Linked DNA regions of Mus musculus: all the other regions are linked to region 1. A link is a contact called in public ChIA-PET and promoter capture Hi-C data. All regions are on one chromosome and are shown on one strand. The core of a region is the stretch at or near the end of the contact, and the rest is flanking DNA. Distances in the headings are between cores, read along the strand shown. Region 1 holds the start of Mfsd6 (major facilitator superfamily domain containing 6). Region 2 has its middle 22 kb from the start of Gm31867. Region 3 has its middle 69 kb from the start of Gm31955. Region 4 has its middle 34 kb from the start of 1700019D03Rik.

The links. Promoter capture Hi-C pulls out the DNA fragments that hold promoters and counts their contacts. ChIA-PET counts read pairs in DNA pulled down with a chosen protein or histone mark.
Region 2: a promoter capture Hi-C map of hippocampal neurons shows a contact between it and region 1, with 4 times the contacts expected there. The contact joins the enhancer-like site here to the promoter of Mfsd6 in region 1. A contact is called at or near these places in 11 of 39 promoter capture datasets (the 3T3-L1 cell line, the C10 cell line, cranial neural crest and 7 more), 1 of 484 Hi-C or Micro-C datasets (the G1E-ER4 cell line), 6 of 115 datasets of contacts at active chromatin or transcription factors (embryonic forebrain, embryonic stem cells, extraembryonic endoderm stem cells and 2 more) and 1 of 9 other capture datasets (macrophages).
Region 3: a contact with region 1 is called in an RNA polymerase II ChIA-PET map of effector CD8 T cells, with 5 read pairs. The contact joins the enhancer-like site here to the promoter of Mfsd6 in region 1. A contact is called at or near these places in 10 of 39 promoter capture datasets (the 3T3-L1 cell line, 3T3-L1-derived adipocytes, the C10 cell line and 6 more) and 3 of 115 datasets of contacts at active chromatin or transcription factors (effector CD8 T cells, memory CD8 T cells and stem cell-derived neural progenitor cells).
Region 4: a promoter capture Hi-C map of hippocampal neurons shows a contact between it and region 1, with 2.8 times the contacts expected there. The contact joins the enhancer-like site here to the promoter of Mfsd6 in region 1. A contact is called at or near these places in 9 of 39 promoter capture datasets (the 3T3-L1 cell line, 3T3-L1-derived adipocytes, the C10 cell line and 5 more).

Annotation. Positions count from the first base shown.
Region 1 is chr1:52,724,078-52,729,412 of GRCm38.p6, forward strand. Mfsd6 (major facilitator superfamily domain containing 6) reads right to left here and starts at 3,241. Exons shown (of 6, transcript NM_178081.4): 1 at 2,946-3,241.
Region 2 is chr1:52,277,115-52,282,449 of GRCm38.p6, forward strand. No RefSeq gene overlaps it. Among named protein-coding and RNA genes, the nearest start is that of Gm31867, 22 kb to the left of the region's middle. Within about 2 kb of position 3,292, at least 13 of the 459 cell types and tissues checked have an H3K27ac peak or open chromatin away from gene starts, as enhancers often do. A contact at or near this core is called in extraembryonic endoderm stem cells and hippocampal neurons, where this site is marked.
Region 3 is chr1:52,372,238-52,377,572 of GRCm38.p6, forward strand. No RefSeq gene overlaps it. Among named protein-coding and RNA genes, the nearest start is that of Gm31955, 69 kb to the left of the region's middle. Within about 2 kb of position 2,669, at least 21 of the 459 cell types and tissues checked have an H3K27ac peak or open chromatin away from gene starts, as enhancers often do. A contact at or near this core is called in effector CD8 T cells and memory CD8 T cells, where this site is marked.
Region 4 is chr1:52,984,292-52,989,626 of GRCm38.p6, forward strand. It overlaps a transcript of 1700019D03Rik not described here. Among named protein-coding and RNA genes, the nearest start is that of 1700019D03Rik, 34 kb to the left of the region's middle. Within about 2 kb of position 2,615, at least 20 of the 459 cell types and tissues checked have an H3K27ac peak or open chromatin away from gene starts, as enhancers often do. A contact at or near this core is called in hippocampal neurons, where this site is marked.

The DNA.
Region 1 (5,335 bases), core at 1,991-4,490:
TTATAATAAAGTTGCATTCCAATGGACCAAGACAATGTAGATTTTCTTCACATATGAAGTGATGTGTTTTCTCGTATCTGAAGTCTGAATGTATTTTTCTTTGGATTTCTAATTCTGAGCAGAAAAAAAAAAAAACAATGTATTGACCTTTTAAAATTCTACACATTAATTTTGGTTACGTTCGCATAGAAGTGGGAAGACTTGTAGAACTGTTTTTAGGATTGCTAAACACACACGTGCATCAGACTAAACTTGATGATAATGTGCCGCTCCTGAAATGACGCTATGCCAACCTGAAGTCATCTGTAATGCCACATTTTCCTGAGATGACGTAAGCAGCAAGTAAGGTGACTCCTCCTATCAACTTTACCAAGAAATGAAAGTGTCTCCCTGCTTGCAGTTGCAAGCAAGACGAGACAGAAGGAAAGACATTCTGGCAGTCCAGCCTAGACTTAGTGGGAAACCTGGGCATCAAAGTGTCCTATAGGAAGCCCAGCAAGCCGCAGACTATGCCACAGCTACGACTGGAAAAGGGAACAGTCGGTCATCTGAGACTCCTGACTCTGCCCCACCCCTGACCCCTCTTACTTTCCAAAACAATAAACAACAACACAAATAAAACAAAACAACCTCACTGTATGTTCTGGTTAGGTGCAGTCAGTTTTCTCTTCAGTGATATTTTTTTTCCTTTCTCCTTTTCCCTTTTTAATTTATATAATAAAAGAACACACACTTTTCCAATTTTTTTAAACCTAAATCTAACTTTCTAAGGTCAAAAGAAAAATTACCCCAGTATTGGTCTAATACTCAACTCATATTTGGCACTTAGTTTTACATTTCTTGTAAGTTCAAAAATGTAAGAATAAATGGGTAAAAATATTATAAATCCTCTAATTTATATACATCATCAATATGTAGACGATTCTGCATGGAGAAATGCTAGCATGTGTAATGCACACATGTTGAAACAAAGTTAATTTTCAAAGGCAAGAAGCAAAGGAAAAGCTTCACTGTGGTGGAGAAGGGATAGGTCCCTATCTGGAGGAACCTTCTGGAAGCTTCCTGGGCTTGCTTTGGGGCCAGCGGGATAGGTCAATTCTAACTCCACCTCTTATTGAATATGTGGGTGGTCTAAGTTGCATAATTTCTCTGAGCTTCTTTTTCATGGTGCATAAAATTAGACATTGGTACAGGGATTTGGAAACTAGCTCCAGAATGGTGCCTTTAAAAACATAAGAATTCCAAAAGTGCCATATTACTATAAGATAATGCAGAAGTTTTATATATATATATACATATATATGTGTGTGTGTGTATTTTAACATATATATTATTTATATATAGACACACATGTACTATATATTATAATAGATATAAATATGTGCATATATGTATATGTGTGTATTATGTATATGTATGTATATATGTTGCATAGAATTGGTGATGACTCAATACCCAGACCACCAGACATGTACTGTTTTGTTTCTGTTTTAGTCTACCTTCTTGTTTTATATTTACCTTGATAGATAGCCTGGAAAACTGTAAAATATTTAATAGTTTTAATTCATTTTTTTAAAATTAGACCCCTTTTTCTTTCCAGATGTGTCTTGCATTGTAGTAACAATGTTTCAACCTTTTCCTAAGCAATTTTTTTTAATATTGTGAATTTTTACTCACAACCTGTGAAAAACGCCCAATCACCCTTACTCATCACCAATCAAATGAAAAAATCTTCCACATATGCTAATGACAAGTATTGGGTGTCAGAGCCAAGCTTCCCAATGCAAAGGATTTTATCCTCCTCCTTTTCTTCATAAGGGCATCAATAATGCATACACTTTTAGCTGGCTAGGGCCTGGTCTCAAGGAAGCAATGCTCTGTGCAGAACATGGACCTACCCAATGTTCTCTTTTACAGTGCTGCTGGTAGCACATAAACTGTATGCTGCCTACTTTCAACTACACCTAATATCACACACAATATCACACACAACTACACACAACATCGTGAACCTCCAGCAAGGTTAAAGGAGATTTGACTGGATTACTATCATCTTGTATCCATCTTTTTTCTCTGTGTGAGAAAACTGCAGCCTGGGATGATGTAACAACAACCAAAGGACACAAAACTACTTAGACACTGGTTGGGAGTTGAAACTTCAACTCCACAAGGTTATTTCTACGATGGATTGGCAGGTATTATATGTCCCAGTGGGTGTAGGCATGCTTATTAATTTTTTTTTTTTTTGATGAAAGGGAATGTTTGTGGTTTCGCAGGCGTGTGGGAGAATCAAAACGCACAGTGTGCCAGACTTAAGGGTGGTAATCCACGGGCAAGACCACGTGGGGAGGGGCAAAGGGAGGAGGAGGGGCTACATCTGAATCTTTCCTCTACCTGGTAGTCTCTGTGAAGCGAGGGACCCAAGCCTGAGTTGAAGCTCAGTGCTCAGCGCGCACGCACACCGTAGGACATTTCTCCTAAGGAGGTAGCAGCCCGGGAAGAGGTGTACCGCCCCCTGTATTTGTTTCCACGGGGGAGGCAGACAATGTCAGTTTCCTCCTGCTACACAGGGGGACACTGTCAAGGGCCATGAAGACAAGCTCGCCTCCCCCTCTCTCCCGGGGATGTTTACCTCCAAGGCGACGCCGGGACCGGACTCTGACAGGCTTGGGCCCGCGGGGCCCACCCGCGCCCCCCACCTTCTGCAGCAGCTGCGGGCGGGCGGCGGCCAAGGGCTCCCGGGCAGCGCCTTTGTTTTCCCGACTCCAATTACGTTTGCGGAAGTGCTGCGGGCGCGGGGGACGCCGCTGTCCTGCACCCCGAGATGACAGGCGGCACCCGGGAGGGCGGGATAGGCTCGGAGGCCCCGGGCCGGGGCGGCGCCCACCCCGCAGCAGGTGCACGGAGGAGGATCCGGGGCCCCGGGGCGGCGCCGACCCACTCACCTGGAGGCGCTCAGCTGCGCGAGGCGCGGGGAGCCCTGTCCCCGGGGTGCGGGGCGGCCGCTCGGGGCGCCGGGGCGGCGGCGGGCAGGCCAGAGCGCCGCATGTCGGTTGGGTGGCTAGCTCCTCTCCCGGGGGTGCGGCGGGCGCGACGGCTGGATGCAAGCCGGGTGGGGCGAGCGATGGCGCTGGCCCGGCGCAGTCCGGCGCAACCCCTCTGTCCGCTCCTCCTCGCCGCTTTGGTCCCAGGCCTGGCCTCGCTGCCGCCGCCTTCGCTCCCGACCGGCTGGACCCGTTTCAGGGCTGAGCTGGAGAACCGGGCGCCAGGTGCAGCGCTCCGCCTCCTGCGGCGGCGGATGCGTCCGCCGCCTCCTCTCGGCCTCCCGCCCTCTGGGGCCGCCCGGGGGACCCGGTATCCAGCCCCGGCTGCCGTGACATATTCTAAAGAGTGAAGAGGTGGGCGATGCCCCATCCCCGTTCCGCCACACCCCATTGCGCTCGGGCTGAGCGGTGTTTTACTCCCTAATCTCTGATGGGGTGTTGGAAAGAACTTGAAGCCCAAAGTAAATAACAACCTGGTCTAGGGGTGGTGACAGCCATCAGTTTTCCAGAACTTAATAGGTGCCACCCTCAAAGCTAACTCTGCTGATGAGATGCATGCTGTCTGGTTCTAGGCACAACCTTGGTAAACTGTCCTCGGGTGACCCCGCAGACAACAGCTAGGAGAAAGACAGTGCTCGCTCCAGGAGCTTCTGGAACCCAGACAGCATCTGAACATGGCACCTTAATGAAGAAGTGACCTGAGCACAGGTGTTACTCTAAGAATTAAGCTGTATCATTTGTTAAATTCAGATAGCAAGTAGATTGTATACAGGTTTGGTTTGACAAGGGTATGTGCGTGCCTGTGATGGGGAGCAGAGAATCCAGAGCCAGCAATAATGACAGCTAACATTTAGGAACATTCGTTTCTTACATGGGAAGCATTGTTTACATACCATTGAATCCTATAGATGTAAGCAATGTTAATCTATTGTTACAGCTACAAAACGAGACTGAAAGTTAACTAGGTTCAAAATTACAAACAAGTAGAAGAAAATCCAGGCTCTGCATCATAAGACATTACTAAAGAGCACTTTATAGGCCCTGACGCTTCAAATTGTGAAGCCCTTCTTTATGAAAAAGTATAAATATACAGTTGCTGGATGCTCAGCCCCCGTTTCCAGGGACAGTTTCTGCAGTCAATACGCCTTATTACAGACCACTTGAAATGTTGAGACGTGGAAGTTAAACAAAGACGGTATCTGCTAGCGTTTCAGAGGAAAATTATAAAGGTGATTTGTACAAAGGATGACATATCTGCTCTGGTGTGACCTGGAGACAGCTGGATCCCTCATTGTGTGGAAATGAAAAGCTCTTCAAGTTCCCAGTTGGGCTATCATGAAAGACAACATTCTCCTGATCTGTCCAGCCAGTACGGAAGTGAAAAAGAAAGCAAGCATTCTCCTGATCTGTCCATGCATTAAGGAAATGAGAGAGAGAGAGACAGAGAGAGAGAGAGAGAGAGAGAGAGAGAGAGAGAGAGAGAGAGAGAGAGAGAGAACAAAGTGCCTGAAGATCCTACTGTATCAAGTGTGAGAGGAGAGGTTTTGTAGGAAAAAGGACCTGGGAAGAGGGGCTAATGTTTGACCTACAGAAAGCAAACTGGCTTTGTAAGAGCAGGGATTCCCCACCCCCACCCCACAACCATAATGCTTTTAACTTATCAGTTTTTACAGTATCTCCTGGGTCTTATTTAAATTTCTTATAATTTTAAAAATAATATAAAAATCTCTTTAAAACATAAATATGCGTGAAGCAAACATGATCTGTCACTCAACACCATTGTCACATACACTTTTTTTACCCTTCTGTAGGGTCCAGTCTGTGTGATATGGGAAATTAGCCTCCAGATACATGGCCAGTTAGGCTGTCCCAGAGAACATTCCCCAGAAAGACTTGAAAAGATAGATGTTGAAATCACCTGGCAAGAAACCAGAGGGAAGGGCCAGGCTAACACTTACAGGATAGTTAAAGCAGGTGGAGTGTTTCATGAAAGACTCATAGTTGCCCAGTCTCAGCTGTACCATTCTTCCCAGCTGCCGCAAACCAGAGGTGAGGTTGCAGAAGAGGGACTGGTAACAGACAGTAGGTGGAAATCAGATATAGCATGTACGTGCTCTATGGTGCACAGAGGAGCAAGTCCCTGGTTAGTTATTGTTGAAGATCACATGTTGATGTGGTGAGTAGCTGTGGATTTTATCTACATTTCTCAGACAGAAAATGCAGCCTTCATACATGTCACCAGCGCTTGATAATTAGGCAACTTCCTGAATGTTGCTGCCTTGCGAATATTT
Region 2 (5,335 bases), core at 2,042-4,541, 450 kb before region 1:
AATTGCATCTATACATTCTTATTAGTAATTGATATACATTAACTACAATTTCTATTGTCTTCATCCTGAAATCTTTTAGTGAAAATTCTCAACATTTCAGATCACTTCAAGTGTAAGATGAACATAGGATCTGTCATAAAGAAGTAGTTTGTGAGCTCAATGTCCCTGAGCGAATGCACTGAGCTCAAAATAAATCCAGGTATGACAAAGTGAGTGAGTTACACAATCTCTACCCATCATCTGTTATCCCTCAGCTGTCCCTTTCTCCTTCCCAAATGAAGATTTTAAAATAAACCATAATGATTTTGCAGAAACAAGTACTAAACACATACCTACAGATAATGGGAGAGGACATGGCCAGGACCATAGAGATATTATTTATAATTTAGAATCCTCTGTTCACATCTTTGAAATATGTTGTCCACTCCCTGTACAGAGACTATGGTCATTAAAGTAAGCCTTGTCAACCTTCTCTTGAGCATGCAACTATAGACATGCTTAGCATGTGATCTGTGATGCTATAGTTCCTTGTATAATAAAGACTGAATTTTGTGGGGGCAGGACAGGACCACTAGACTCCAGCAGCTCAGTTTGCACCTTGTAGCCCTAAACTAAATGCTTGGCTTTGGGTGTTGCTGTCTAATCAAGCTCCCATGTAATTCCAAACTTAGGTCAAGTTAACTGAGCAGTACCAGGATGCACACCAGAATGCGCAGGAACCCCCACAAAAGTCTGTAAAGCTAGGATCTACCTCTCGAATTAACTCCCCACTGTTGGCCAAAGTTTAAAAAGAAGGAAGGACTAAAGAGTGGCAATAATTTGACTCCTTCCCTCCCTGGGTTGCATAGAATGTGATCCCATGAAGAAGTGGAGTCTGTTTTCCTATCCCAAAGATAAGTGGTCTGCCTTTGTAGTTTGCATTGTCTAAGAATGTGAAGGAGGTGACATTTTGCAAGTGTCAAAGGTAGCCTCTCAAGGACCACACAGATGCTTTTCCCCGAAGCTCCTGTCCAGCCTGGTCTGATCACTGAGGGAGGCCACGTGGAGCAGAAAGCTATACTAGTTACGGCCTCTTACCCCTCTAGCCCCAGACAGACTGCCAACTGACCACGAATGAATGAACAAGCCCAGCTGAAAACCTGCAGAGCCAGTCATGGCCAGAACCACCGAGCTGAGCCCAGTCTGAATCGCTGAACTGTAGTTTGTTTTAGGTCACAAAGTTTTGGAGTAGTTTATTAAACAGCAAAAGCTAAGACATAGTCCCACAAACCTTGGTGAGTCACACTGCCCAGAAATGTCAGAAAGCAAGTACTTTCCTTAAGGAAAGTTAAAGTTTTATAGAGACACTGAAGTCAGTGCTACTAAAAGTGCTGATCCACAAGGGGCCAAGGGCTGACCCCAGAGTGCAAATCCACACACTACTCCTTCTTCAAGAGAGTCTTCCTGCAGAAAAGAACATCATCTGGAACAGACAGAGCACACAGTGGCATAGTTTGCTTCTATTCTCTTGCAGGGTCCTAATGTTGATGTAAACATACATCATATGATGTAGTTCATAGACCAGCTGCAGTTTATATATAGTGACCCACGATATAAGAGCAAGAAATGCATTTTTTGTAAACAGTAAAAACCTTATGCCTTGAGGACCATATAGGCTATGTTAATTTTGTCATTATATGGAATCATCCAGACCCATGAATGATGTATCAGTGAATGAGCACTGCTGTGTTCCAACAAAGCTATTTAAAAGACAATAAAACTATTTTCATATACAGCAAGCTGTATTCAGAATGTGAGCCATAGTACACTGACCATGTCAGCATGGTTCATCCCCAACAGAGATCATAACCAGTTCTCTCTGTCTGTCTCTCTGTCTGTCTCTGTCTCTCTGTCTGTCTGTCTTTCTGTATGTCTCTGTCTCTCTCTCCTCTCTGTATGTGTGGTTACAATGTCATGATAATAGGCAAGATCAAGAAGTGAACTGAAGGCACCCTATCTTACAATGAAAAAAAACCACAAATGCTTAAAACCTAAGGTGTGTTCTATCAGGGATTGGATGAAATATGCAATCTGGAGGCAGTTGTTTTTAAGTAAGGAAAATATAGTGAGCAGGCACTGCCAATCAAATCCCTGGCCAAATCTTGGCAAGTTTTCTTTGCCAGTGTTGCCATCCCACGGACAGTGAGAAGCACTGTGGTGGTCCTTGCCTCCATTTCTCTTCCATCTCTCTGTGCTTACTTTCACTTTTGTCCCCACCGCCCCTTTTTTCTTTCTCATATCCTAGAAGAATGAGGTCTCAGGAGCATGGGAAGCAAGCAGCATCACACTCTCAAACAGGTTCAGAAGAGCAGCTGTTAATAATTCATGGCAGCCTTCCTTGGTTCCCTCTCCAAATACCGTGAACACAATGGACTCCTGTGTCACTAGAATACGAAACAATGACCTGTCTTATATCCACCCTGGGTTGGGCAGGGTGTGCCCTGGTCAGGAAGAGTCAAGAAAGAGCATAGAAGATACAGCAGCCACCATCACTCATGTCTCAAAAAACTTACTGGGCAGTCTTCCAAATTCTCATTATATATTTGTCCTGGTCTTTAAAAAAAATCAACATGATTAGCTACTTTGACAAATGCACTCCTCAAAATACAAACAGTGGTATTTTAAAATCATAAAAGTAAAAACAAAATTTTAAGTACTGTGTGCTTTGCTTATTTCACTGATATATGTATATATACCTGGAATCCATTTGTTAAAAAATCTCAATCTTTGAAAGGATTAACATACACTTTAAATGGAAATCTTCATATGACTAAGCTTTTCAAGTAGTTTCTTCTACTTAATATTTAACATTTACTTCACCTTTTGATTAAACCATTGGAACGGCTGGAAGAATTCCCATGTGGGAAAATACCACACTAGGAGTCAAAACAATTGTCAGCCACTAACAATCCAGCTCAAAGTGGTCAAACAAATTTTCTAGAGACAAAACATGGTGCCATGGTCACTAGGGAGGACTAGGAGGGACTGAGGCCCAGGAAATAGCATGTCAGGATGCCCTGACGGGAAGCTGTAGATAGGGAGAGAGCCTCGTAAACAAATGAGATTAAGGAAATCTGGAAATTAGAGAAAAGAGAAGAGGATGCCCGGGTCTGTACAAAGACGAGAAACTATAACAGGTTGGTGGCAAATCCTGTCTGCTTTTCTAGTTTTCCTGAGGATGAGCTCAGCTAAGAGAGCTAAACATTGCCTCTGCTGGCACAGGAGCAGCAGGATTCTGCTTCTGCCAGGAGGCGGAGGAGGTGTCCCGTGGGTTGCTGAATACCCCTTAGAACAAACCTCCAGGCTATTCTTTGTTTGACTGCTTTTCACAACCTTCTATGAGCAGCACTACACTCTTGTCCCCTCTTCTTGCCCAGACTGAGAACTTTTAGCATCATGTGAGAGTGACTCTAATTCCTCTCAGAATGCCACTGATATATACAAGAGGTTTTATGAATTCAGATTCAATCCATGAATTCATATTACAGCTAGCCCTCTTTGTCCTCAAATGTGCGTGCATACCATTATGTTTTTCTGTTCTTCTCAAATGATGCCCTTCATCCATCCTGATGTCTCTCCTTCCTCATTAATATTTAATTCTCGAATTATGTCAGAGCCCAGAACTCATTGCAATAACATCCCCTTTACTGTTAGTAAACATGTCTAATTAGTCATCCATATAAAATTCATCCCCTTAGGCAGAAGGACGGTATAATGCTTAGGCATACTTTTTCATATATAGAAGCACAGGTTTTGATTGCTACTCCATCTTCATCCTTCATGGTGTCCCACGACTATAAGTACTCAATAGAAATGTGTAATCCCAATGATTTATTCATTAATTCATTTACTCACGAAATGTCTGTTAAACAGCTATTGTCGGAAATAGTCTTTCAATTGGTAATAGTACAAAGATATGATCCTGTAGAGAATTTTAATCCAGGAATGTGGCTGTTTTGGCAAGGGATAATAGCCAAAGGTCTTCTAGGTCTGTGTGATCCCAGCTGGTAATACAGACACATCTTTAATCTCAGGAGACAGAGGGAAGCCAATCTCTGAGTTACTGGTTAGTTCATATTGTTGTTCCTCCTATAGAGTTGCAGACCCTTCAGCTCCTTGGGTGCTTTCTCTAGCTCCTCCATTGGGGGCCCTGTGTTCCATCCAATAGATGACTGTGAGCATCCACTTCTGTGTTTGCCAGGTACTGGCACTCCCAGTAACTGGAACCCTCTATCCTGAGTTTCCTGATTTAAAAGTTAGTCTAGTCTCTGTCTGCTTATCTTATCTTTCAGACTCTTGGAATACTCTCTGAGGATAGCCTGCCCATGCCACATACGTCCTATAAGAGTTATTCACCAATTTCACTTTTCACCTTTGAAAGGGAGTTGTCCGAGATCAGGTATATGATATGGTATATAGGTTTACAGATCTGATATGTTGACACTGCAGCTGTTCCCTCTAGACAGAAACTGGATCCTGAAGGTTCACAGCACTTTGAACAGAATGCCAGAGAAAGAGTTCATAGGAAGTAAGGAGAGGAAAGATACTAAAGACAGTTCCACAAAAACAGCTTTCTAGCTTTGGGCTCACAGGGCACAAGGTCAAGCCAGACTAGAGCTGCCTCATCTCGTCTCCCCATTCCAAGAGAGGATTCAATTTGCAATAATTCTGAATAGGATCCTATATGGTGTCATTCTGCGCAGGCTATGCAGGAAGAATATCTGCATACGGTACTGACATGCTGTGTTCACGTAGCCATCCTGAGCAGCCATGAAATACAGGATTCCAACCCAATATGGTTTCCCCGATGGACACCCCCTCCCTGCCCCCATTCATTCAGCAGAAAGGCAAGTGCTGAAAACAGTGGCGGGAGTTAGACACTCTTCCCTTTCTTTCTCTGTAGAAAACTGCTTTCACTTTTTGAAAAAGTAAAAACAGCAGCTGGGTATAGTGGTACATCCCTGTCTGTCATCCCAGCACTGTGGAAGAGAAGAAGGGTGAGGAGTGTAGCTGGTCGTGACTCCAAAACCAAAGGCATGAGGCCAGTGTAGGTGACACATTACATTATCAAAAACGAAAACAAGGAAGCAAACAAACAAAAGACCAAGAAGGGTGGTGGCATTTTCTCTAAATTTGAATGTCAGTCATCATAAATAATGATTATTATCTTAGCTATGGAAAATTGTCTCTTCTATTCTTTTGGATTTTAAACAAATGCTTTCCATTGGTCGAGTGTGACATATGACTGGTTCTTTAGGCAGACATTTTTTATCTATCTACAAGCTGAGACAAGACT
Region 3 (5,335 bases), core at 1,419-3,918, 350 kb before region 1:
AGCCAGGGAAGGCAAGCCAGTAAAGAACATCCCTCCATGGCCTCTGCATCAGCTCCTGCTTTCTGACCTGCTTGAGTTCCAGTCCTGCATCCTTTGGTGACCAACAGCAGTATGGAAATGTAAGCCGAATAAACCCTTTCCTCCCCAACTTGCTTCTTGGTCATGATGTTTGTGCAGGAATAGAAACCCTGACTAAGACACCATATGATCTTATTTATCTACAATTCTATAAAATGAAATTCTAATCTATAGAGACAGAAAGCAGACACTTGGCTACTTAGTGACTGGAAGTAGATGGGAAAGAAGGAAAAAGTATTGGGAAGGGCATAAGGAATCATTTGGGAATATGTTCAGCATACTGGGGCAAATATGCACAGTTTACTCTGTGTCAATTTTACCCCAGTTAAGCTCTTAAAAACAGAAAGGGAAAACACCATGCCAGTGATGTTCAGTGTCTGATACTGGGGACTAAGGATCGTATCTAGATCATATCTAGAAATGATATTATTCATTCAGAACACATGGCCAGCTAGCTCAGGATGCCCAGAAGTCAGGCTAATGTGTCAGATTGCTTAAAGTGAGCGCTACTGTGTGGAAACAGACACCCTGCTAGGTTCTGCAGAGTGGAGTTATGAACAAGAAACAAGGAAGTGGGGATTCTTAAGTCTGAAATTATCCAGCATCCTAAGCATGATGAATTCTCTTAGAGACACATAATCAAGCTGATCAGGCAGAACTAGGGTTGGACTTTGAGATAGAATGGCGCTGGTTTGGGAGGCTTCCCTGGTGTCTCAGTCAGGGTTTCTATTCCTGCACAAACATCATGACCAAGGAGCAAGTTGGGGAGGAAAGGGTTTATTCGGCTTACACTTCCATACTGCTGTTCATCACCAAAGGAAGTCAGGACTGGAACTCAAGCAGGTCAGGAAGCAGGAGCTGATACAGAGACCATGGAGGGATGTTCCTTACTGGCTTGCCTCCCCTGGCTTGCTCAGCCTGCTCTCTTATAGAACCCAAGGCTACCAGCCCAGGGATGGTCCCACCCACAAGGGGCCCTTCCCCCTTGATCACTAATTGAGAAAATGCCTTACAGTTGGATCTCATGGAGGCCTTTCCTCAACTGAAGCTCCTTTCTCTGTGATAACTCCAGCTGTGTCAAGTTGACACAAAACTAGCCAGTACACATGGTAAGTCAGGTTCTTGGTTTTAATAACATTCAGCCTTGTTTATGGTCAGAGATGAACTAAGAATAGTTAGAATTTATTTTTCCAGTGAGCTAAAAACACAAATCTAGTTATCACAATGGACTCCTTGCTCACATGACACACAGACATATCACTATTCAACTAGAACTTTCACTTCTCATTTGTTCCCCAAAAGACACGACAATATTAATATCAGAATGTAAAACATAAATAGGGACTCTAACTCTGCCACACAATTGATTACTTGTCAATGTGATGCACAGGTACATTGCTGGAACCTTGACTTTTATGAATATATGAATTACCTAGTTTGGCTGCCCACATGAGATGCAGCCTTGCTCCCTCTGGACCACAGCTTCTATGTGCTGACCCTGTGGAAATTCTCTCAGAATGCTTCACCTCAATGATATTAGTCTCTTTTTAAACTCTGCTAATTTGTCAGCTCCAGTTACCCAGCATCAATTGTCCCAGCGAAGTAAAGGTTTCACTTTATGGATTCTGGTCTCTTCTTAATCATAGTTGATTCTTTCATATCTGCTGACCAGAATCACAGAGTCTTAACAGAAACTGGCATGTGAGTGGCCCTGATAAGAGTCCGTGGGAACTTAGAAGATAATGCTTCTAAGGACCCACAACCATTCATTAAGATCTGAACACTCAATGGCTTTCCTAGCTCAAGTTTCAAAAAGTCCTTCCCCAATACTCCCTAAACAACATGGTCAGGTCTTTCACAGAAATATCCCATGAACCTGGTACCAATTTCTCTTTTAGTTTGTTTTTATTCATACAATAAAACAACACCATGACCAAGAGTGACTTGCGGAGGAGAAGATTATTTCAGTGTAAGAATTTATGGTCCATCCTGGAGAGAAGTTGGGACAGAAACCAGGCAGCAGGAACTGAAGCAGGGATGTTGGAGGGATCCCATTTCCTTGCTTCCTCCCCCAGGTTTACCCAGCGTGTCTTCTCATCTGTCCAGGGGTGACACCACACTTTGGGATATGAGATCCAACTGTAAGGCTCTCCCACTACAGAGGTTTAAAAGAAAATGGCCCTCACAGGCTCATAGGGAGTGGCACTATTAGGAGAGGTGGTCTTGTTGGAGTAGGTGTAGCTTTGCTGGAGAAAGTGTGTCATGGGGGGCATCGGGGGGAGAGACTTTGAGGTCTCAGCATCTCAAGCCAGGACCAGCATAGCAATGTCTCTTCCTGCTGCCATCTGATCCAGATGTAGAACCCTCAGCTCCTTCTCCACTACCATGTCTGCTGATGTGCTGTCCCGTCATGAGGATAACTGACTACACCTCTGAACTGTAAGATAGTCCCAATGAACTCTTTTCTTTTATAAGAGTTGTTGTTATGATGTCTGTTTGCAGCAAGAAAAACCCGAAGACACCCACATCAATCACTTATCAAGAAACTGCCCCAGAGGCTTGCTTACAGGAAATCTGAGGGTGGAACATTTTCTCAATTGAGGTACACTGTGCAGCAAGGCTGCTCTGGAATTCACTATTATGGTCTTCTTCCCACCCCAGCCTCAAAGGTGTAAGCCACCAGGCCTGACTTTTTTTCCCCCCACAAGTCCTTTTTGTCTCTGATAGTTATATTGGTTGTTTCTATATTTCTTTGTTTTTGTTCTTTTGTCATCTTTGTCTTGCTGTTGAGCCCATTTGTCCTGGTTAGCTTTAACTGTTAATTTGACACAGCCTAGAGCCTCAATCGAGCAATTGTTTAAATCACACTGGCCTATGGGCATGTCTTTGGGGAATTGCTTTAATTTTGCTTGATGTAGGAGGGTCCAGGCATAGGTGTGTTGGGCAGAACCTGCTACAGGTTGTCTTGAGCTGTATAAGAAAGCTACATTGCTGTAATCTACATAGTTCCTGTGGTACTTCTTGAACAGAAATAGTGCTGTGGGGAATACAAAGCTGAAACGCCTTTACCAGGAGACGGCTGCCTGAGTTCAGCCATCTCAGGAACAAATTCCTCCTTGCTGCTAGAGCAACGACTGAGTTCATGTCCCCAGGCCTTGGAATCAACTTAGAACCTACTTCTTCAGATGTTTCATGTTTGTCTGTTAAACATTAAAGGGTGTTAAGAGAGAAGATGCTGGTTTCCTGTTGTCTAAACTAAGGCACACAAGTTATAAATGTGCTGCCTGTCTCGACTTAGTTGACTGTGTTTAGCTTGCTCACTCCTTCGTTCCTTTATCATTCTGGATTCTGGGTCTCTTGGTTCCATTGACTACACGCTGCTTGTTGTTCCTTTATCACTCTAGATTCCAGGTCCAGCCAGGAGGGGTCTTGGCTGCAAAAGCTGACTCAAGGACCCTGAAACCAGGTCACCAATGTTAACCTCCTCGTTTAACCTCTTGTCAAAATATGATTGGTCAACACAACAGCTCCTTCCTCCTTCTCCCTTACTTTGTGTTCCCCGTCCTTTAAAAAGGTTGTACAATCTCTGAGGTTCAGATCCGGAACTGACCACCCTTCTGCACAACAGAAAATAAAGCCTTCATTTTAAGCTTCTGTCTCTGAAGTGAGTTTTCTCAGCTTCTACCCTGAACTCAACACCTTCAAGTTCCTGCTCAGCTTCTCTCAGGATGAGCTATGACCTGGAATTGTAAACCAGATAAACCCTTTCTTTTCCCAAACTGCTTTTGTTCAGATGTCTTATCATAACAACAGAAAGTGAAGAGAACACTGCTAATTTCTTAGCTCCAGCAAACTAGCATCAATTGTCCCAGCGAAGTAAAGGTTTCACTTTAGAAATTCTGGTCTCTTCTTAATCATAGTTGATTCTTCAATTTCTGCTGACCACAGAGTCTTAACAGAAAATAGCATGTGAGTGGCTCTGATAAGAGTCTTTCCTTCCCGATGAAAAACAGGAATGTTTAGTACCCTGAGTTTGTTCTCTATCCCTGAAAAGAAAGAAAAAACATGAACAAAATAAAATAAATACAATACTAAAGTAGAAAGAGGAAAATCATTAGGCAGAATGCTCGCCAACCGCTTCCTCACACAGATGTGCTTTAATTCCAAATGCTCCATTTAGTTCCTTTTTCAATATCTTTTTTGTTTTGTTTTATTTTTTGCTTAGGTTTTCTACTTTTTCATCATGTTTATTCTCTGCTGGCATTTCTATGATAAGTGCTATGAGATGGGAGGTGAGTATTACGTTAGCTTGCTTGATCATGGTAACTACTTTTGTCATACATAAGAATACCCAAAGATTGAGATACACCTTTAAATAGACTCAGATTATCATCAGCCTTGAAGCTGTTACCACGTATAAAATACTTTACATGTAAAAGATAAAATGTCTCATGCCAGTATTGGTACCCTTTCAGCACTGACATTTATTTCCTAGCCTACATCTTAGACATCTGGATTTTACATCATAAGATTTCTTTGGGTTGAGAAGATAGCTCAGTAGCACAGCACTTGCTAGCTTTCACAGGACCCCAACTATTCAATTCTCAGTGCCCCCACAATCCTCCACCACCATTACCACCACCCAAACCCAAAACAAAACAACCTGGTTTGTCTTTGGATTACCTCTTCTGGAGGGAAAGCAACCTCCTTCTCTTCCAGTTGCATGACTTAACCTCTCTGAGGGCTGTGGTTCACAGGCTCATTCAGTTTATTTTCTAAGGGAAGACAATACACAGAATAATGCCCCTTAGCATTCTGTACATCTTCACCCCGGGAAACTAGGAGTTTTCTTACAAGGTAAGAGAGACTGCAAAGCTGCATGAGACTCTTCATCCAGAGAAAATTATTGTATCGACCCATTTATTGCTGCTATAGTAGAATACCAAATCTGGGCAGTATATAGTAAACAGAAATGTATTGACAGCTATGGAGCCTGGAAAGTCCAAGAATAGGATTCTGATATCTTGTAGCCTTCATAGGATATCACATTGGGCTCCTGGCCTAATATGGAAGAGAAGAGATAGCCCACTTACAAAGGCTCCCAAATCCACATTTTCTTGACAGGGAATTGCTAAATATTCTAGGCTGGCCTCAACCTGCAGGGTGCTGGGCTTACAGGCTTGAACTGCCATGTCTGGTACAATAAATGAACATGAGTCCTTATGGTTGAACTTTCTCTTTTTTTTAATTAGATATT
Region 4 (5,335 bases), core at 1,365-3,864, 260 kb after region 1:
CCATGCTCATGGATTGGCAGGATTAATATGGTGAAAATGGCAATCTTACAGAAAGCAATCTACAGATTCAATGCAATCCCCTTCAAAATTCCAACTCAATTCTTCATAGAGTTAGAAAGAGCAATTCTCAAATTCATCTGGAATAACAAAAAACCTAGGATAGCAAAAACTATTCTCAACAATAAAAGAACTTCTGAGGGACTCACCGTCCCTGACCTCAAGCTGTACTACAGAGCAATAGTGATAAAAACTACATGGTATTAGTACAGTGGCAGTCAGGTAGATTGAATTGAATAGAAGTCCCAGAAATGAACCCATACACCTCTGGTCAATTGATCTTTGACAAAGGAGCTAAAAAAAAAAAAGTGGAAAAAAAGACAGCATTTTCAACAAATGGTGCTGGTTCAACTGATAGTCAACATGTAGAAGAATACAAATTGATCCATTCTTATCTTTCTGTACAAAGCTCATAACCAAGTGGATGAAGGCCCTCCACATAAAACCAGATACACTGAATCTAATAGAAGAGAAAGTGGGGAAAAGTCTCAAACACATGGGCACAGGGGAAAAAACATTCCTGAACTTTGGAATCTCCAACGGCTTATGCTCTTATTGACATCAACAATCTACAAATGGGACCACATAAAATTGCAAATCTTCTGTAAGGCAAAGGACACTGTCAATAGGACAAAACAGCAACCAACAGTTTGGGAAAAGATCTTTACCAGTGTCATATCCGATGGAGGGGCTAATATCCAATATATACAAAGAACTCAAGAAGTTCGACTCCAGGGAACCAAATAACCCTATTAAAAATGGGGAACAGAGCTAAACAGAGAATTCTCAACTGAGGAAACTCAAAGGACTGAGAAGCACCTAAAGAAATGTTCAACATCCTTTGTCATCAGGGAAATGCAAACCAAAACAATCCTGAGATGCCACCTCACACCAGTCAGAATGGCTAAGATGAAAAACTCAGGTGACAGCAGGTACTGGCAAGGATGTGGAGAAAGAGGTGGTGCTGGTGGGATTGCAAACTGGTACAACCACTCTGGAAATCAGTCTGGCAGTTCCTCAGAAAACTTGACATAATATTTTCTGAGGATCTAGCTATACCACTCCTGGGCATATACCCAGAAGATGCTCCAACATGTAATAAGGACACATGCTCTACTATGTTTATAACAGCTATATTTATAATACCCAGAAGCTGTTAAGAACCCAGATGTCCTTCAACAGAGCAATGGACACAGAAAATGTGATACATTTATACAATGGAGTACTACTACTCAGCTATTAAAAACAATGACTTCATGAAAAATTTTAAGCAAATGGATAGAACTTGAAAATATCAACCTGAGTGAAGTAACTCTGTCACAAAAGAACACATGTGGTATGTAATATCCACTGATTAGTGGATATTAACCCAAAAGCTGGGAATACCAAAGATTCTAAGAAGAACAAAGACCAAAATGTGGATGCTTCATTGCCTTTTAGAAGGGTGAACAAAATACTCACAGGAGGAAATATGGAAACAAAGTGTGGAGACTGAAGGAAAGGCCATCCAGAGACTGCCCCACCTGGGAATCCATCCCATATAAATCCACCAAACTGGGACGCTACTATGAATGCCAGGAAGTGCTTGCTGATGGAAGTCTGATATTTCTGTCCCCTGAGAGGTTCTGACAGAGCCTGACAAATACAGACGTGGATGCTTGAAGCCAACTATTGGAGTGAGCTCTGGGGTCCCTGATGGAGGTGTTGGAAAAGGGACTGACGGAGCTGCAGGGATTTGCAGCCCCATGGAGGGAGCAACAGTGTCAATAGGGCAGACCCCCTAGAGCTCCCGGAGACTGGACCACCAACCAAAGAATACACGTGGAGCAACCCATGGCACTGGACACATATGTGGCAGAGGATGGCCTTGTTGGATATCAGTGGGAGGAGAGGCCCTTGGGCCTTGAGAGTGTTCGATGCCCCAGTGTAGGGGAATGCCAGGGCAGGAGGACTGGAGTGGGTGGGTGTGGGGGTGAACACTCTTGTAGAAGCAGGGGAAAAGGGGTGGGAAGGGGGAGTTCCAAAGGGAAGACTTGCCTGAAAAGTGGAAAGCATTTGAAATTTAAATAAAGAAAACATCGAATCAAAAAAACAGTTAAGGGGAACGGTGAGAAACAAAATAAGATCTTACAAGCTGCACAATGGTTTGTAAAATCTTTGTGTCTTGGGGTAAGTCACTTAACTTCGCTTGGTTTTAGATGGTCTAAAATTTGGTCCAAGGAACTGCCTCATGCTTCGCCCCCAATATCCCAAGGCCCCCAAACCCAGCTGGTTCTAAAAAGACAAACATGGACGAGGATGTAGAACAGGGCCCTGGGAAGGACATTAGCAGTCAGAGAGAACATCTCTCAAGCTAGATGGGAAGCCATACTGTCTGCAGGCAGGGCACTGAGGAGGAGGAAGCCCAGAGAGCAAGTGTTTCCAGCTCCAAGGTCTCCTCTAGGGGCGAGTCTGGTCTACTAGACTATTTATGGAGATGCTCTCCGGACCTAGTTAGCCCACAGGCTCTTTAGAATATCGGTGATTACACAGCACACAGCTCCCTGCCTCCTCATTTGCTTGTCAGCTTCTGTTTCTTGCTCACAGGATGGCTCTGTTCTCTTTTCTGACAGATGCTGCACCCTACCGAGTACTAAAATTAGAATATCCTATATATATATATATGAATCACCTCTCCTCTCATGACCTTAGAACAGCCTTTTGTTGTTCATATTGAAAACGGATTGTTTTAAAGAAAAAAGTCTAAAAAACCTGAAATGGGCTTTTATATTTAAAGAGGACAATTTAGTTGCTGGCATATAGCAAGTATTTACTGGCTTTTAAAAACGTGTTGATGGCTGGACATGAGTGTGTCAGTCAAACAGGTCATAAAGATACTCAAAATAATTTCCATTTTCTATATCAGTGTATAAAGATATTTAAAATTCATTTTTATTTTGTCTATATATTTTTTAATTATAAAAAATAATTTATGGATTCAATTTCCAATGGAAAAATTTCAGCATAAAAGAAGGGAAACTATAGCTTTTCACTATACAGCCTCACACTCGAGCAAAGAGTTAACTGTTACTCTGAAATTAATAGACTAATTAAATTACAAGATATGTAAAACAGTGCTCTACAGCTCTTACAGAACAAGACAAATGCACATACTGATTTATACCAAAGCAAAACCCATGCCAGTTAAGATAGATGCAGATTGATTCCATAAGTAGCACATACCAACTGCAGAACATTATGAGAAACCGGACTGCCACTGTGATGACTGATGCAGATATCCTTGTGTCCTTAGGTTAAAAGATGAATGCCCATGTTCAGAAACAGAACTGCATATATGCCAGCTCTTTTCGGCACAACTCTAGGAGATGTCATGCATAAACACCAGCATCCACCGAGTGGCATGCCCACAAGATGTGGATGGAAATATTGAAAAGCTACAGCTAGTCTTAGGATGGGCTTGCCAAGCTTCAGTGCTTATGTTATTAGAACACTTGCTTTGCTGTGTGAGTTTATACTGAGGTCTTAGCTTATTTGGCTTGTTTTGCAGCACATGTATCACAAAACCTGTGTGCATGGAGTATGTGAGTGCATATATGTATCCTGTAAATATATTTATATATTTAGCAATATATAAAAAAACTAGGTATCTGTGACAGGTAATGTGTGTATTAGTGACTGTAGTACAACTGAGGCACTCTCTAAAGCCATGTGAGAATCATAACTATGCATTATTTGTACAGTTGAAATATCCTAACTCCCACAGGTTTCTAGGTCACATGGCCAATCCCAGCAGAGGCAGCATGGGGGAACTCCAGAGCCATCTCATGACACCCTCCACATTTTAACTCCTTAGTTCCTTTCTTGGATAAGGACAACAGATTACACACAGATTCTATAGTTTCAGAATATACTTATATACATCATATATATATATATATATATATATATATATATATATATATATATATGATCAATTCATCTGTAACTAAATAACCACTTTGACTATTACCAGGCTTAATTTCACGTAAAATATTTTCTGTACATTTTAAGCACTTTATGTTTTTTAGACCAATCGGCTATTTGTGGGTGGGGAGCGATCTCAGAAGATTTGGTACTTTTTGGCATCTCAGTGGATTTGGTTCATTTTTTGGCATCTGGGTGGATCACACTCCTGCCGAGGCCAGTCAATCATGGTCTAAAACCTCCAGCGCTGTATGTCTAGTAAATTCTCTTTCATTATAAGTTGATGATTCCAGGGTATTTGTTACAGTGACTGAAGTTCCAGTGGGGGTATGTCTTCTTCAGAAGAGAAATAGAATCCCAATTGCATGGGAGTCTTAGAGAACATTATTCGGGATGTCTGCACTCCTTTTCAAGTAAAGCTTGGAAAAAATACAAGCCAGGGAAAATGCCAGGGTCTCACCACCCTCCTCACAGGGCATGCTCCCAGTGACCTAACGACACCTCACTGGGCTGGGTCTGTTAAAGCTCCTCCCTAGAAACCAAGTCCTTAATACATAGTTTAGATCTAAACTGAGCACGATGAAGCTGCTTACCCACACTGAGAAGCAGAACTTCCTTCTTCGAAAGAGAAAACTGTATTCTGCACTTCAGACTGACCACTGCCTCCTCATTTTTCCACTGTGAATGTTACTTGAACTGTTCTCCGAAGTTTTGATAAGTTTTCTTGCTGTTTTACATAAATATATGTGCACAAACTCTATATCTTAGGTATTTGCTTTTAAAAAATTTCTCATAAAGTAATTGGCTGTTAAATGAAGCCTTCATGTATCACATGCAACAATCTCCCTTGCTCTCAGCAGTGTGTAGACCTGTGGCCTCCCAGGCCTGTGGGGGAGAGTCCAGAGAAGGGAAAGTTAAAACAAGGCTGGGTGGTAGAGGCTTTAATCACAGCACTCAAGAAGCAAAGGTAGACTGATTTCTGTGAGTTCAAGGCCTTCCTGGACTAAGGAACTAGTTCTAGGACAGCCAGGGCTCCACAGAGAAACCCCATCTCAGAAAAAAAAAAAAAAAAAGGTTAACAAAAGTATTTCCGGTACAATCTTAGAAAAATACAAGTGGATTTACAAGCAACTTCTCTGGAATGGATTCAGATTAGGTTTACACAGATGTTCTACTACTTGAACGTAATCTCTTCTTACAGATCTCCAGTGGCTGAAGTGACCTGGTATCATTTCATATGTACTTTAGTGTGAGAGCGCAGTCTGCATAGTGCTAGGGTGTTTGACATCTCTGCAGTATGTACAAATACTCATCT